3 separate regions of the Mustela erminea genome follow, and regions 1 and 3 are each linked to region 2. The links are chromatin contacts, called in public Hi-C maps. All regions are on one chromosome and are shown on one strand. Each heading gives the region's core, a stretch centred on a gene start, on an enhancer-like site or on the middle of the called end of the contact. The rest is flanking DNA. Distances are from core to core; before and after follow the strand shown. Region 1 holds the start of MYH9 (myosin-9). Region 2 overlaps TXN2 (thioredoxin, mitochondrial). Region 3 overlaps MYH9 (myosin-9).

The links. A called contact is a pair of places that touch in the nucleus more often than the background predicts.
Region 1: a Hi-C map of fibroblasts shows a contact between it and region 2, with 3 times the contacts expected there. The contact joins the promoter of MYH9 here to the enhancer-like site in region 2. A contact is called at or near these places in 2 of 3 Hi-C or Micro-C datasets (fibroblasts and spleen).
Region 3: a contact with region 2 is called in a Hi-C map of skeletal muscle, with 9 times the contacts expected there. The contact joins two enhancer-like sites. A contact is called at or near these places in 2 of 3 Hi-C or Micro-C datasets (skeletal muscle and spleen).

What each region holds. Positions count from the first base shown.
Region 1 is chr6:11,347,817-11,350,597 of mMusErm1.Pri, forward strand. It overlaps MYH9 (myosin-9), which reads left to right and starts at 1,444. Exons shown (of 41, transcript XM_032346410.1): 1 at 1,444-1,661.
Region 2 is chr6:11,273,353-11,276,190 of mMusErm1.Pri, forward strand. TXN2 (thioredoxin, mitochondrial) reads left to right here. Exons shown (of 5, transcript XM_032346409.1): 4 at 1,670-1,829; 5 at 2,267-2,509. The coding sequence ends at 1,783. Among named protein-coding and RNA genes, the nearest start is that of TXN2, 11 kb to the left of the region's middle. Within about 2 kb of position 1,434, the one cell type or tissue checked has open chromatin away from gene starts, as enhancers often do. A contact at or near this core is called in fibroblasts, where this site is marked.
Region 3 is chr6:11,390,718-11,393,479 of mMusErm1.Pri, forward strand. The region is part of intron 3 of MYH9 (myosin-9); the gene reads left to right. Among named protein-coding and RNA genes, the nearest start is that of MYH9, 43 kb to the left of the region's middle. Within about 2 kb of position 1,459, the one cell type or tissue checked has open chromatin away from gene starts, as enhancers often do.

The DNA of each region.
Region 1 (2,781 bases), core at 194-2,693, 74 kb after region 2:
GCCATTTATGTTTCTTCTTTCTTACTTCTGTTCCTTTTTTAGGGCCATTTTTGTTTTGGAGTACTCAGGGTTTTTCTTAATCACTGAGAAGAGCTCTTTGTATATTGTTGGTAGTAATTCTTAGGGTTGCAAAATTCTTTTTTCCAGTGCTCTTTTGCTTTTACATCATGCATTTTTTTCCTCAAGTTATAGTTTAGTCATAATAGTATGAACATTCCAAAAGGAAAGTGTCATGAGAAATTTGCCCTCCTAGATAGAAAATGTATTCTAAAGCTACCATCATTAAAGTATTTTGGAAATAGCACAGAACACACAGAAAGGTCAATGGATACAAACACAGAAGCAGGTTCAAGCACATACAAGTTGGAAAGGTGATGAATAAAGAATAAATAACTGGCTATTGCGAAAATTATATTAGATTTCTCCCTCTCTCAACAACCAGATTCCAGATGGATTAAAAGATAAGAGCAAAAAACTTTAAAAAATTTTTTAAGTTTCGTATTGCGAAACAATTTTTTTAAATTAAAAAAAATTATTTAGGAAAAAAATTATTTGCTCTACGTCCAAACTGCGGCTTGAACTCACAACTCCTAGATCAAGAGTCTCATGCTCTATCCACTGAGCCAGTCCCTAAAAAAAATTTTTTAATAAAAAAAGTTTTTATCCTCGTGTAGTAGGCAGTAACCAAAAAGAGTGGCTCTTTGCACCCAAAAAGAACATCCAAGAAAACACTGGTAACACATATCTAAAGAGAAGTGTGCGAATTAATCACGTGCAGGTGAGAATGCTTGGAAGTGCACCCCAGGAATCCCTGTGAGGGCAGCTCTGAAGGCTGGAAGACCGCGCCGTGCCCACTCTAAAGAGAGGGTCAGGAATCGAACTCAGGGCGCCCTCACCGGATCCGGGGCTGAGTCCATGGCCGCCCCCACAGGCCATCATAATTATGTAAAATAGCACTTTTTCCATATATGGTACTTAATATCTGTTCTTCTGGTAGGATGACATGGGACCGGGAAAACAGCTCGAGGGGCGGGGTGTCAGAACCCCAGACCTTCCCAGCCGGCTCCCGCCCTGCCTCGCCCCGCCTCGGCAATGCACCAAAATCCTGGCCTGAGCCTTCTGCGAGCCTCCTCCTTCTGATTGGACTTTCTCTGTGTCAATCCTCTCCCTGGAACATGGCTGTTCGTCGGGCCCGCCCTATGAGGCGGGGCTCCCGCCTAGGAAGCGCGGAGGAAGGTGGAGCCGGTGGAGGTGGGGGCGGTTGGCGAGGATGAATACCCACCCCGCTGGACCCAGAGGCTCCGCCCACCCCCTTCCCACAGGCCCCAGATGTCTGTCCATCAAGACCGGGGACGGGCTGGAGTGGGCGAGGCGGTTCGAGGGGGCGGTGTCGTCCCTCCAGGCTCCGCCCTCGAGCCGGCGCCGGGATGGAATAGGCGGGCGGCCGCAAGGGCGGGGCGGGAAGGCGGCGAGGAGCTGAGCTGGGTGCGGTGAGGCGCGCAGATCACCGCGGCTCCCGGGCAGGGCACGGAAGGCTGAGCGAGACTGACCTGCTGCAGCACCCGCCTCGCGTGCTCGCCCCACCCCGCCGTCGCCCGAGCGCTCGAGAAAGCCCTCTCGGGAGAAGCAGCGCCCGTTCCCCGGCGCAGATCCAGGTTCAGGTGAGCTAGCCGCACCGGCCGGTCCCGCCCCGGGCGGGGGCGGTGGCGACGGGACGCGCGGCGTCTGGGGCGAGCGGCCGGACGTGTGGTTTTCGGCCTCTGCGCGGCCGGCGACCGGCGCGCGGGGCAAGGGGGGGTGCGAACGCCGCGGGCCCGGGCCCGGGCACAGCATCCTTCCGGGAGCGGCCGGAGGACCCCCTGCGCGACTCTCGGAGAGGGCGCCGCTGGAGGCAGGGCCTCGGGAGCAGGCCAAGGCTTTGGGGCCGGCGCTCCCCGGAAACCCTCCGCCCCTCCCCCTGCCTGCCCGGCGCACTCCCCCGGCGAGGCACCGGGAGCCTCGACCTCCCCTTGCGGCCGGGGCACGCGCCCCGCCCTCGCCTCGCGGAGAGCCCAAGTTGGGCAAACTTTTTAACCCCTTCCGGGGAGCCGCTGTCCCTAGGACCGGACCGAGCGAGCGTGAGATGGGGGGCTCGGGGGCAGCGGCTGCTTTGGAAGTTTCCAGGCGTTTTCGAAACGGAGGTAACGGGCAGGCGGGGACCGTTTGGCAGCTGTCAGGGCGTCCGCCTGAGTCAGAATCGGACTGTCCTGCTGCAGACATTGCACTCGGCTCAGTTTCCGCCCTCCGCTCCCGACTTCCTCATTCGCCCGGCTGCGATCGGCTGGGCGGAGGAGGGGAACGGGGAGGTGCGGTAGGTGCGTGGGGGACCGGGACCCGGCGGGTGCCAGGCGAGACAGGAAGGACCCCCCCCCAAACTCCCTCCGCCCCCAGCCCCTCAGCCGTTGACTTTTGACTTCCGCTACCCGGCGGAGGAGGGCCCAGGAATGCCCGCAGCCATCTGAGCGGTCCGGAGCGCACCTGATTCCACCGCACCTGGGGGCCGCCCCACGCGGGCGGGGGCGGGGAGCTGGGCCCTTCTCCTTTAGGACCAGACCTGCGCTATTGCATCGTCCCTGTTTGGGCCACATCGGGGTTGTTACCCTGCCTTCCCCGCTTTTCTCCGTCGGAGGAGGAGGGGGGGTATCCTCACGCCATCCTGTCTTGGGGCCACGCCCGGGGCAGGACTGCATCCCCTTATCCCTGCAGGGAACCCAGTCGTTTATAACAACGCTGAACACACCG
Region 2 (2,838 bases), core at 184-2,683:
AAAAAAAATAATAATAAGATCTTTTAAAGATAAAACACGCAGCTCCATGCCCGCTTTGAGGCATCCCATGGTACGATCCAAAGCAAGTCTCCCTGGGCCCTGGCCTGTGCCTGGAGACAGGGCAGGCTGCCCGCTGGATCTCTACCCTTCATGCCACCTCACGTATCACAGTCATGAACAATGAGGGCAAGAGCCAGTGGTAGGACCACAAACCGGGGCACACGCATGGTCAGCCCGCTGCCATGTGGGTCTCCCTGCACATTCCCTCTGCCACCTGCATCAGCCCCAGGACAGTCCTTGACGGGGTTTCACGGGACTCATACGAACAGGAACCGCATCATCTCCCCTCCTGTCTATCCACCCAGAGCCTGTTAGGGGAGGAGGGCAAGGCCTGCCATGGGAAGTCGTGGGGGGCGTGGGGGCAGCCCCCCAAGACTGGAGAGCGGGCCAGTGTGGCCTTCGGTTCTCTTGTAACTGACCTGGGCGCCTTTCGAACTCCCAAGTCTGGCTCCCCAGGATGACTCATAGGCAGGACGGCACTCGGAATTCAGGAAGACTTGGTATGTTTGTGTAAATTGCTGTTGTTACTTTGTAGTTAACATGTGTAAGAAAAGAATGTTTATCTTGTTCTGTTTATCCATTTAAAAAAAAAAAAGTCTACAAATGTCAGGCAGGGAGCCCAGGCCGCAGAAAATGCTCGATGCCACAGCAGGCAGTGGGTCTCGTGGACGTGCCATGGAATCTGTACGGGTCCCCCGAGGGAACTTGAGAAAATGCTTCATAGGCCAAGAATGTTGCCCTCCGTCCTCCCCTGATAAATAAACATCAGCTCATATATGGCTGAGCCCTTCCTCCCACACCGTCCAGTATGAGTCAGTGACTTTCTGGACCCTGCTGGCCATTCACAGCAGCGAGGGACGGGGCCTGTTAGACTTTTCGGACACGCTCTCTGTGGCCACCGTTTGTTGACCGTCCCTGCGTACGGGGAGCGGCCAGGTCTGACCCTCGAGGACCCTGCCAGGCGCTGAGACTGCTCGCCTTACCTGGGGCAGCCCCCGGACCTGGAACAGGTGCGCTCAGTGGCTCCGTTGTGCGGATGGGAACAAGGAGACAGAGCAGTGAAGGGGCTTCTGCAGAACGGCCTGGCTTCAGGTCAGCCCTTTCCAGAGCCTGAGCTCCCAACCACCCAGCTTTATCTGTGAATCTTTCATCTCTGTCCTAAGCCTTGAAGGTCCATCCTGTCGCCCCCATTTTACGGAAGAGGGCGCCGAACCCCTGAGGGCCAGGACTCAGACCCTCACATCTCCACGCCTCCCCCGCACGAGGCCGGATTGCCCCTCGGGGAGCTCCCCCCGCCCCCCGCCCTGGCCTGCAGCTGTGTGGGCTATTTTCATCCCGCCTCCATGGCAGCCAAACCACTGGGCCAGTGAGTCAGTCCTGCGGTTGGGGAAGGAAGGGGACCGCCGGGAGCCCACAGTGGAAAAGTCTTCCCAGCGGGTGAACCTTCAGGCCCTGCGGCACCCCTGCACCAAGGGAAGGGGCCCCGCCCACCGCTTGGGCGGTCACTGCCCTCCGTACACCACCAGCCTTCACCACAAAGCCTGGGGAACGGCCGATGAGAAAAGTCCGTCTCCGGGTGACCTGGTCTCCCTTCGTCTCCCCCACGTAGGTGTCAGCTGTGCCCACCGTGCTGGCCATCAAGAACGGGGACGTGGTGGACAAGTTCGTGGGCATCAAGGACGAGGACCAGCTGGAGGCCTTCCTGAAGAAGCTCATTGGCTGACAAGCAGGGAGGAGGCCTGGTCGCCCTCGCCCCCTGAACCCCCATGGTGCCAGGAGGGTCCCCGATAGAACTCAGAGCCCTTCTGTGTTGGCCCTTCCTGCCTCCTCCCTTCTGTCCGGCCCCTGCGGGCCCGCGCTTCGGAGACCGGGCCCCCAACCACGGGAGCCTCGCGTGCTTCCAGCCCGGCTGAGTGCCAGAGGAATGGTGCTGCTGCTGATCTGGGGGCAGCCGCCTCCCCCCCACACTGTCCTCTGTCTGCTCCCACAGGGCTAGTCCGTTCTCCCGGGATGCTGGAGGGAGCCCCAGGCCAGCTGGCAGTGACCGCTCGGCCCGCATCTCCCTGGTTCCTTCTGATCCACGCCCCGGTGCCTGGCCCGTCTTCCTCCTGCCTTTTTCTTTCCTGCTGCTGTTTTATAAAAAGGAAGAAGGAAAAAAGAAACCCAAACAAGTGAGAGTAATCTATAATTCTCTCATTTTTTGTAGGTCTGTAATAAAGAACTTTATGTGATTCCCTTCTACCTCCTGCTCTGAAGAACAGACCCTAGGCTCCACACTAAATTACCCTGGAGCCACCGCCCCCCAAAGAGCCACCTCCCTTCCTCCCGGGCACAAGGGCAGAGAACACGCACATGGGGCAGGAGGAGGGGGTTGTCCTCAGACCCCCTGCCTTGGGAGGCCTCACTGTGAACAAACCGGACCAATAAAGCTAGGGGTTTGCACCGTTGACAACTTCCGTTCTGTCTGGGCTCTGGAAGCACTTGGGACCCCTCCCCAGGCTGGGCTTCTGTCCCTGCTTCCTGTGACTCCGCCACCCTCTTGCCCTTGACCGGTACCGCCTTCACGCGCAAGTGAGGCAAGAGGGTGCTTACTGTCCCCGTTACACAGATGAGGACACTGAGGCTCCTGGGGTCCAGAGCCAGGGTTTGCATCCAGAAATTGCCGCCCCGAAACCTGCACTCCTGCACCTGATCCCCTTGATGTTTCTCGGCCTGCCTTCACCAATGGCACATGGCTGTACCCCGGGAAAGCCTGACCCCTGGGGGAGCTGGGCCACT
Region 3 (2,762 bases), core at 209-2,708, 120 kb after region 2:
TCCCAGGGTCCTGTTGTCCTTCCTTCCTGTGCTCCCTTAATCCCTCCCAGATGGCCCAGCCCTCTGCAGAGCCGTGAGCTGGGGCTTGCTTGGGTGGGACTCAGCCGGGCTCCCCTGCCTCTCTTACCTGTTGTTCCCTGAGCAGCATGTGGTTTAAGAGCAAGGCAGGCTGACCTCCCAGTGTCCTGGCGGCATTTACTGTGGGCTGTCAGCACTCACTCGTGACTTTTGAATTTCCCTCCACACTGACCAGCCTGTCAGAGCTGTCTGCAGCAGCCCCACACAGAACGTTCTCGCTGCCAGACCCGCCCAAGGGCCAGCCCCGCCCAAGGACGAGGTGTCTGAGTAGCCCGCAGTGGTTTCTGGAGGGTCTGCCTGTGCCCTGGGAGCTCACCTGTGTGAGCGGCTGGGTGCATTTTGGCCTAGAGAGGGCCGGTTTGGGGCCTCGCCTGCCCTCTGCCATAATGAGAGTTAAGTGCCATCCCTGGGGCTTCTAATTATCGAGGGTGCCTGATGGGGGAGGCGCCCGTTCTCGGCCTCCTGCAGTGAGAGCCGTGGGCCTCCTCAGCGGGGTTCAGACACGGCCTCACCTGTGGGGGGCGTTGTGGGTGGAGACACAGGGCCAAGGCCAGCTGCTTGCTGGCTGGGGAGGCTGCTGATCCGGCACCTCCCTGGTCTGGGGCTAGCTTTGTGCCACAGAAAGAATAGAGCCAGCAACCACACAGTGTGCTTGGGAGCCACTGGCGGGTTGGGTGGCCCGGCGGGTGGGCTGCCTGAGGCCCCGGGACACTGGGGGCCCTGAGCCTGTGCTGACACGGGGCTTCAGTCCACCTGCTTTGCTCACCCCTCGACTTGCCTCCCAAGCACCTGTAACCCACGCTCGTGAAGGGGGCTGGCCTTGGGGAAAGCCCCGCATGAGTTTGCAGGGCCCCCAGAACACTTCCTGAGAGAGTGGCCGGCTCCTTCTCCACAGCACCAGGGCAGGCCTGCTGGTGGCCCGGGGCCTTCCCAGCTCCAGATTCTGAGCTTGAACTCACAGGTCTCTCCACATTTCAGACTTGGTGAAAGGCTTTTGCATTTTGGCCCACAAGACCCTGACACTTGTGGGGGTCTGAAGAGAACTAACCCCCGGAGTCTAGGAATGGGCCCTGGGCAGCCCGATGCTTCCTGTGCGAGGCGACGGGGAGCAGGGTTCACACAGTGAGCGACCCCAGGGTGGTGGAAGGTTGAGGCCTGTGTGTCGTGGGTCACCCCACATGGGTGGGTCACCCAACCTGAACCTGCCATTGGCTTTGCTTTTTTCTTAGCCCATGTCCATTGCTCAAAAGGCGTGGTTGACCTGAAGAGGGGTCCTGGGGGCAGGGTGCTATTCCAGGTGTGACCCCAAGAGCAGCCCCTCAGGAACCCCAGGAGGCCTTATCTCAGTGAGCATTTGATGAGTCAGTCCTAGCAGTGGCTGGTGGTGGACCAGGCCCAGTCTCTTCCTTCTGTACTTCCTGTCGGGGCTGATGTCACCACCCTGCAAGCCTTGTGGCCTTTTATGGACAAGAATTGGCAGCTCCTCTTGCTGAGGAAGTGAGCGATAAATAAAGCCCTTAGCGTAAGTCTCTACCTGGGGTGAGATACCTGGGGTCGGGTTTCCCCTCCTCATACCTGAGCTGGCCTTCCGGAGCTGGCTGGAGTCACATGTCTGCATTGGATGTGTGTATCAGTTCTGAAAGTCTTGGGGCATTTGGGGTTTAAAATAAAATCAGAAGAGGGGATGGCCTCATCACTGAAGATGTAACTTAAAACCTTTTTGTTGTTCTGTGAAGGGTGCACAGTGGAGAACTCTGGAGGTGCAAAGGGCCTGGGGTTGTTAAGGACAGTGTTTTCAGGGGCCTGTGCTGTACCATGTGCTTCAGGCCCTGATGTCTTTCAGTCCTTGGAGCAGCTCTGCTGGTGAGGCCCTGGCCTCTGATTCTGAGAGCTCATGGGGCCAGTCATCTCCAAGGGGAGTACAGAGCGGAAATCGGAACCCTGGCCCCTCCCTTCTGTCACCGCTCCAAACCCCTGGACAGTGGTCATCTGAAGTGTGCTCCCCCGAGCCCTGTCTCCACCACCCAGGCAGCTCTGGTATTTGTCTTCTATTCTTCCCGTGGGGAATTCGAGAAGATTTTATCTGAGGGAAGGCTGCTGCTTCCAGTGAAAAACCATGATAAAGAGATTCATAGGCCTCTCTCTACCCAACTCCCACCAAGTTAGGGACGGGGAAGGCGGGGACTCAGGGACCGCAGTCAGGCTGATGCCTTCATCCCTACAAGGAGCCTGTTTCCCAGAACTGGATTGTCTCTGCTGGGTGCACTCCCATGGTTCTGGACCATGGGGTTCCTGTTTAGCTGGCTCTCTCCTGGTGTGCTGGAAGGAAGAGGCTTTTCAAATAAGCTTTCAGTCCTTATGGGCCCAAATAAGGACTTCAGTCAGAACAGAGCGGGCTGAACTCTGGCGTGTCTGTGTGTGCAGCAAGGTGACTGTGTGGGGAAGGCTGAGGGAGGGTCCCTGCTGGAATGCAGTGGGGGTGTGGCAGAGTAAACTGAGTCAGGCAGAAACCTTACTGGTTGCTGAGAATTCTAACCATCCCAGTACCCAGAACAGATGCTTCTGAGCTCAGGGACAAATCCAGAAGTGCTGGGAGAAGACACACACGCAAACCAGGGACAGTGCCTGCCTTGTCTGCTGCCTTGGGTTACTGTGAGCCACAGGGTCACAGGCCCAGACCCACT